2 separate regions of the Mus musculus genome follow, and region 2 is linked to region 1. A link is a contact called in public targeted proximity ligation data. All regions are on one chromosome and are shown on one strand. The core of a region is the stretch at or near the end of the contact, and the rest is flanking DNA. Distances in the headings are between cores, read along the strand shown.

Region 1 (3,795 bases), core at 352-2,851:
AACTAGGAAGTGAGTTCAAGGTTACCCTAACAACTTAGACTATCTCAAAATAAAATGTAAAAAAAAAAGGCTGGAGCCCGGCAGTGGTAGCATGTACCTTTAATCCCAGCACTTGGGAGGCAGAGGCAGGTGGATCTCTGAGTTCAAGGCCAGCCTGGTCTACAGGGTGAGTTCCAGGACAGCCTGGGCTACACAGACAAACCCTGTCCTGAAAGAAAGAAAAAGTCTGGAGCTGCAGCTCAGCACCAGAGTTTTCCTAACACATGTGACACCTTAGCTTCGAACAGTCTGTAAGTACCCAACACAGCTCGTTACCATCAACTCCACTCTGTACAGGGATGCTGGGCATCAGCATGCAGCTCCCCAGTAACTGTAAGTTGCACAATAGACCAGGTCAGTACGCTCACCTTTGCATCCCAGGCCTCCAGCAGGGTCAGCACATACTATACCCTCATTAACACTTGCTGAAAAAAAAAAGGATAGCTGTTCCAGACAATGTTGTCTATTCAGTCCTAGAACTCACTCTCTAGACCCTGCTGACCTCCAATTCACAGAGATCTTTCTGCCTCTGCCCACCAACCCATCCCGGTGCTGTTATTAAGGACATGGGTCAATACTTCTGATTTATTCACTTTTATGTGCATTGGTGTTTTGCCTGCATGTATATGTCTGTGTGAGGGTGCCAGGTCCCTTGGAACTGGAGTTACAGACAGGTGTGACCTGCTATGTGGGTACTGAGAATTGAATCTGGGTCCTCCAAGGAGACTAGCCAACTGCTCAGCCATCTTTCCAGCACAGCTATTTTCTAAACACATAAATGCCCATGGCCCCCCCAGTTAGTAATATTGTATGAGATATATAATTGTACACATTTGTCCATTTCACAAAGCTGAGGAAGTCTTAGCTCAGAGAGATTACCTGAACTGTCCAAGACCAAACACTAAGCACCGGGTGATTAGACTGCTGGGTCTCAAACACTGTTGTAATTCGACTCAAGATAATATATTCATGAGCTGTAGGCTTGTGTTTGAACTAGGCCTGGCTTTGTAGCCCAAAGATTTGAAGTCCCATCACTAGACTCAGCACTGGATGAGTACGCTTCAGTTTCCCCATCTGTAAAATGGAACCATGCAGTGCTGCGCAAGTGGAAAGCTAGAAGGGAGTTTCTCTATTATGTAGCCCTGTCTTGATAGCTCACAAAATTCGGTCTGTGACCAAGGTCTCCCACTCTTTAGTCTCGTCCTGCCCACCCTCAGTTCCAAGTCCTCCTGACCAGGAGGCGTGGGAACCGATCTCCAAGGACTTCTACGTTGTGAATCCTCCCACCCACCTTCCTCCCTCCCAGCTCCAAAGGGTGCAGGGTCGAGTGGGGAGATCAGGGATTACAGAACTTGTGTCACGTGCTCGGTGAAGGGGGCGGGGTCCTGCGGGCTCCGTGGCTGGTGAGCAGAGCACCGCGGGAAGCGATCCCTGGATCGGGGCAGGACCTGCTCACCTGCAGACTCCGGGGTTGGGAGGGCGCCTGCTGGGGAGGGACGGCTGCTTCCACTCACCGGCTCACGGTAATTCCCTCTCTCCGCGCCCAGGCTCCGCCCTCCATATGCGGAGCCAATCGGTGGCCGTCTACTGAGTTTTCCGCCCACCAAAGAGGCATACCACCTCAAGATTGGCCAGTGTGTATGTGCGGGTAAAGCCACTAGGGCGACGTTGGTCACGTGAGTGGCGCTTCTTAAAGCAACAGCTCCTTTGGGTTAGCTAACAGGTGTGTGTTCCCTGGCTTACACTGAATTAGAGTTCACCGCATAAAACAAGCTGGTCTTGAACTAATAGGCCTTCCTTTGCTTCCAGGATGCTGGGATCAAAGGTGTGTGCTACCATACCGCTTTCTAGTTTCTGATCTTAAAAAAAAAATTTGAGCTGGTGAGATGGCTCAGTGGGCAAGAGCACCCCACTGCTCTTCTGAAGGTCAAGAGTTCAAATCCCAGCAACCAAATGGCGGCTCATAACCATCCGTAATGAGATCTGACTCTCTCTTCTGGAATGTCTGAGGACAGCTACAGTGTACTTATATATAATAAATAAATAAATCTTTTTTAAAAAAAAAGTTTAATTCTGTATGTGTGCTTGTACTTGCAAATAAGAGAACAACTTTTGAGGGCCAGGTAGTGGTGGAGCATGCCTTTAATCCCACAAAAAATACGGGGGGTGGGGGGGGGGAGAGGGCAACTTTGAGGAGTTGATGCTCCTGTAGGCACCAACAGTGGAACTCAGGTTGTTGGGCTTAAGCAACAAGCTCTTTTACTTGTCTTCACCACTTCACCAGTCCTGCATAAAGCTGGATACCGTTCACTTGGTAACATGCTTGTCTAGTACTTGCAGGACATGAACTAGCCAGCACTTGGGGGCTGAAAGTGGGAGGATAAGAAGTTCAGTATTATCCTTGACTAAATATCAAGATTAAGGCTAACCTTGGATATAGGAAACCCTAAGAAAGTAAAATTTATTTACTGTGGTTTAGGTGATCCAACCTACAGCTTTGCATTTGATAGACAAATGTTCTGCCACTGAGCTATATCCTCTATTTATTTTTTATTTTTAAACACACTGGTTGTATAAGGCAAGGTTATCTGGAGTCACAGAACGAATGGGTAGTCTCTATATAGTAAGGGAATTTGTTGATGATGTACACAGTCTGTTGTCCAACTCTCCAACAACGGTCAGCAGGAGCTGTGAATGGAAGTCCAAGAATCTAGCAGTTGCTTAATCCCACGAGGCAAGCAGAAGAAGAGAGAATTTTCCTTTTTCCAATGTCCTGATTGTAGGTCTCCAGCAGAAGGTGTGGCCCAGGTGTGCCAGCAAGTCTGGATCTGGGACTTGATTTGTCTCAGATGACCTTGCACTCAGAAATCTCCTTGCCTTAGTCTCCTGGGATTCATAGCCACTATGCCTCAAGATCTCCATGCCAAGAGCCAGGTCAGAAACTTGTATCTCCCAGCCTCAAGATCGGGATCACAGGTGAGCCTTCCAATTCTGGATTGTAGTTCATTCCAGATATAGTCAAGCTGACAACCAGGAATAGCCACTACACTGCTGTTTTGACTGTATGTATGTGTGAGGGTGTCAAATTCCCTGAACAGGAGCTACAGACAATTGTGAGCTGCCATGTGGGTGCTGGGAATTAAACCCTGATCTTTTGAAAGATCAGTAAGTGCTCTTAATCTCTGAGCCATCTCTCTACCCCTTAAAGAATAATTTTAATTATTTAATTTATTATTTTTAATTTTATTATTATTTTGTTTTTGTTTTTTTTCGAGACAGGGTTTCTCTGTGTAGCCCTGGCTGTCCTGGAACTCACTTTGTAGACCAGGCTGGCCTCGAACTCAGAAATCCGTCTGCCTCTGCCTTCCCAGTGCTGGGATTAAAGGCGCGCACCACCACGTAATTTAAATTTTTTAAGGATTTATTTTATATGTATGTTTTGATGCATGTATATCTGTGCACTATACATGTGCCTGGTGCCCAAGGAAGTCAAAAGAGGGCATCATATCCCCTGAGGCTGGTGCTCTGGAAGAGCAAGTACTCTTAACTCCTGAGCCATCTCTCCAGCTCCAAGATTTATTTGCTATTATTTTTTATTTGTAGGTATGTATGTGTGCACATGAGCAGACTCTACTCAAGGAAGCCAGACTAGCTGGATCCCCTGGAGATGGAGTAACAACAGGTAGTTATGAGGGTAATTGAACTTAGGTCCTGTGAAAGAGCACAAGAGCTCTTAACCAGTGAGCTATCCAGCCC
Region 2 (3,795 bases), core at 934-3,433, 1.2 Mb after region 1:
TAGGCATGTTCACATGTGTATGGGCACACGTGTGTATGGGTGCACATGGAGGCAAGATGTCAAATGTGTTTTAAATGTTTCTTTTAGTGTCTCCTTTTCTTACAAACAGTAACCAGTTCTCTTAACTCCCTGCCAGTCCTCCTCCAGTTTCTAGCCCAGCCCCTTCAAATGTTTCTCCCACAGTTCCCCCAAGTCTGCTTGAACAGTTCCTCGTCCCAGTTTTCCCAATACCAGCAGCTCCTCACTATAACAACTGTTCTAGCCTCTCTGCTCAGCTCGGCTTCTCCTGGATCAACTGTCACCAACTGTCTTCTCACTCTTTTAGCTCAGTTCTCTCTCAGCTGCCTCCTACCGATTTCTTCTCTGGCTCAGCTCAGCCTCTCCTGGCTCAGCAGTCTCCTGCTTTCACTCTGCTCAGTCTCCTTTCTGTGATGTCTTTTCTTCTTCAGCCCTATTCAATCTTTTCTTTTCCTGCACCAACCGTCTTCTCTGATGCTACTCTTCTGCCACCTGGACCTTACGCCTCCTCTCAGCCTCTGCTGGTTGTTTATATCCTCTCCTGTTCCCAGAAGTCCCCGAAGGTCAAAGGATCAAAGAGTTCTCTTAAAGAGCCAGTAGACTAGCAACTGGGGATCCTTTAGCCGATAAGGCACACAAGATAAGTCCTACCACAGAGGCTGAGGTTATGGACCCTTATGTCATGTAAGCATTACTCTCCACCTTACAAATTGAGGCAGGTTCTCTCTGAACCAGGAGCTTGGCAATTTGGCTACTTAGCCAGCTCACTTCAGAAATTTTCTGCCTCTGTCTTCCGGGTGCTGGGATTACAAACAATCTGTCCCACCCACTCTTTACATAGGTGCTAAGAATTTGAACTCAGTCCCCACACTTGTGTGGCCATCATTTGACACATTGAGTCATCTCCTTAGCACCCAAATAAATAAATAAATTTTAAAAGCCTTACTTACACCCTCTAAAAAGACCTAGAGTTTTTGAGTAACACAAATAACATATATGCATCCAGTGCTCCTTGGTGGTCTTTAAATGCCGCTTTAAATGGAATGGAATGGAATGGTCCTATCAACAACAAAGCCTTTTTCTCTTTATAAGTTAATTGCCTTGCATCCTTCATTATAGTAATGACAGTTGACTGTTGTGGATACTAGAAAACCACCTTACTTAGAAAATAAGGGGAGGGGAGTCGAGCCCTTACACTCTCTTCTCCTCTGTGTCTTCTGTGTCCCTGTGCATTGGAGGGATGACAATGCAAAAACTCAAGTATCCACTGTCACTTAGCAAAGGGTGAAGGTAGGGATGTTAGCAGGAGAATGGAGAGCAAGAGATCTGCCTGCCCCAGAGCTGGCAGCTGCCCATGGAAACCAGAGTCTGAAGAAAGGGCAAACCTTTGATGGATAGAAAGGAACAGTTGGGGGGACTGGGAAGATGACTTGGTGGGAAGGAGCACTTGCCGTGCTAGCATAAGACCCTGAGTATGAACTCCAACACTAGTGTAAAAGCTGAGAATGGCCCTGTATTCCTGTAACCCCAGCATTTGCAGGACAGAGATAGGCAGATCCTAGGAGCTCATTGCCTGGCCTGCCTAGGTGAAACTGTGAGCTTTAGGTTCAGAGAGAGACCCTGTCTCACATGCTCAGAGTTGTATCCTACCACCACCACCACCACCACCACCACATGCATACATCTCCACAGCTTTTGTTTGTTTGTTTCTTGAGACAGAGTTTCAACAGCCCTAACTGTCCTGGAACTAACTCTGTAGACCAGGCTGGCTTCAAACTCAGAGATCCATCTACCTCTGCCTCCCAAGTGCTGGGATTAAAGGCATGCACAAGCATGCTCAGCCAGAATTAAAAAAAAAAAAAAAATGAAACAATGTACGGTTTTAAGATAGAAAGACTTAAAGAAAGTGACAGAGGTATAGCCACACTGGACCTGTGGGACACAGCAGGGACTGATGTGGATAACTTAAGGGACTCATGAGACCTGAAAAAAGGATGCCCAGGAATGAGACCTCATGTGCCTGCTCTGCCACCTGTCAGACATCTGTGCCTGGACTCAGTGGTAGCTGCTGGGAGAGTTGCTGGGTAGCAACTGTCAGAAGAGTGAGGTCAGCTGTGGAGCTGGCAGCATGGGGAAGTGGGGCATCTGGGGCAAGGCAGGACAGGGCAGGGCAGGGCAGAGCAGGGCAGGGCATCTTAACAGACTCCCTAATGACCTGGCCCCAGCTGGTTATAGATGTCCTGCGTGTTTGGAATTTGCCCTAACCACTTCTGGATGGTGCTTTATCAGACTCCATTTGTGGTGGCTAATTGCTGTTTTCTGGCTCAGAGGTTACACCAGGGAGATCCACAGCCTGGATCCACAGCAACACTGGCACCAAGCAGGTGTGTCAGGCAAGGTGGTTATTAAACCATTTGCAAAGAATGTGTGTTAGATGGGGCTGGGAGATCCCGAAGGCAACTGGAGGCTTGCTTGTCATTGTTCCCAGATGGCACAGCACAGTTCACTAGCAGACATATACTGAATGACTACCTTGTTAAATCATTCCTTTTCAGTCCTTCTCCTTCATGCTATTAAGAGATCCAGTAAACATGAAGTGGGTGAGGCTGCTGGCTGCAGAGCCTGGTGGGTTGTTTTTTTTTTTTTTTTTTTTTTTTTTACTGTGAACTTGGTTTTCCATTTTTGTTTCTCAAGTACAAAGAACAGGCTAAAAGAATGGTATGAAAGCTGCTACAGGAAATAAGCTAAACTAGGAACAGAGAAATTTCTTACCAAGTATAACACACTGTGAATAATTGCATGGGTTGTACTTTCAGATAAATGTCAGTGCAGTACCTCTGTTTCAGGGGCATCACCACACATGTGTAATAAGTAAGTGATCACCAGGTAATAGGAAAGCAGGCCCACTGTCAGATGAACGATCCTTCAGAGACCTAAGTATAATGCAGTATGCAGCACCATGTGTGCTGCCAAGTGACCGATGAACCACACCATTTACCTGGATCCATCTTTCTTGCCTCCCCTTTTTTCTCTCTCCTTCCCTCTGCAGCCCCCCCGACCCAGCCTTGCCTTGCTCAGGAAACAAAAGATTGGGAAACTGTCCCCCTTGTTCAGGCTTTTAGAAGCATGAAAAACACCCTGGCAGGCTTTGCAGGAATATAACAAAAAACAACTGGCTCAGGTTGTTCGGTTCAGGGTGGAAGCCAAGAAAACTCATTTCAGATACGGAATCTTAAAATTTTCTGAGCACTCAGGGAGGTGGCCAGTTCAGGATCTGAACTGTGTCCCAAAAGGAGATTATACATTTTTAAAGGCTGGGTTCTGAGTCCTGCATGACCTTGGGAGAGATGGTGGTATAATATGGTTTCCCACCCCCCGGAGCAGAGCCAGTAGGAAGTGGGCCTCCACAAGTGCTGAAGGTTGCTGGGCTTAAGGCTTGTTTAAATAATAATGTATATATTTCACTTCATGTTCTTTCTTCTGGAAATACTTTCCCTCCCAAGGTTAATGACTCCGTGATAATTAGAAATAGTGCGAGTCTGGGACCTGAGGGTGTGTGTGTTCCTCAGCAAAAATGGTAACTGCTGTGACCTTCAAGACAGCTCTTAAGGCTGTGGGAAAGAACTCTAAAAGTATAAGTTAAAAAAATATATAATTTCTCAACTATGCAAAATATGAATTCTATGAGGGGCTTCACAAACCTAAAAGAATAAAGGCAGGTGCACTTATAAGCCAGCTTGTCAGAAAGATACAGAGGCAGGCAGATTCCTGAGGCCA

The links.
Region 2: a contact with region 1 is called in a targeted proximity ligation map of pancreatic cancer cells. A contact is called at or near these places in 5 of 39 promoter capture datasets (the 3T3-L1 cell line, frontonasal cranial neural crest, hippocampal neurons and 1 more) and 2 of 130 datasets of targeted methods (bone marrow-derived dendritic cells and pancreatic cancer cells).

Annotation. Positions count from the first base shown.
Region 1 is chr19:8,784,715-8,788,509 of GRCm38.p6, forward strand. It overlaps Taf6l (TATA-box binding protein associated factor 6 like), which reads right to left and starts at 1,602. Exons shown (of 12, transcript NM_146092.2): 1 at 1,496-1,602; 2 at 408-464. The coding sequence starts at 415.
Region 2 is chr19:9,964,113-9,967,907 of GRCm38.p6, forward strand. No RefSeq gene overlaps it. Among named protein-coding and RNA genes, the nearest start is that of Gm41806, 4.7 kb to the right of the region's middle.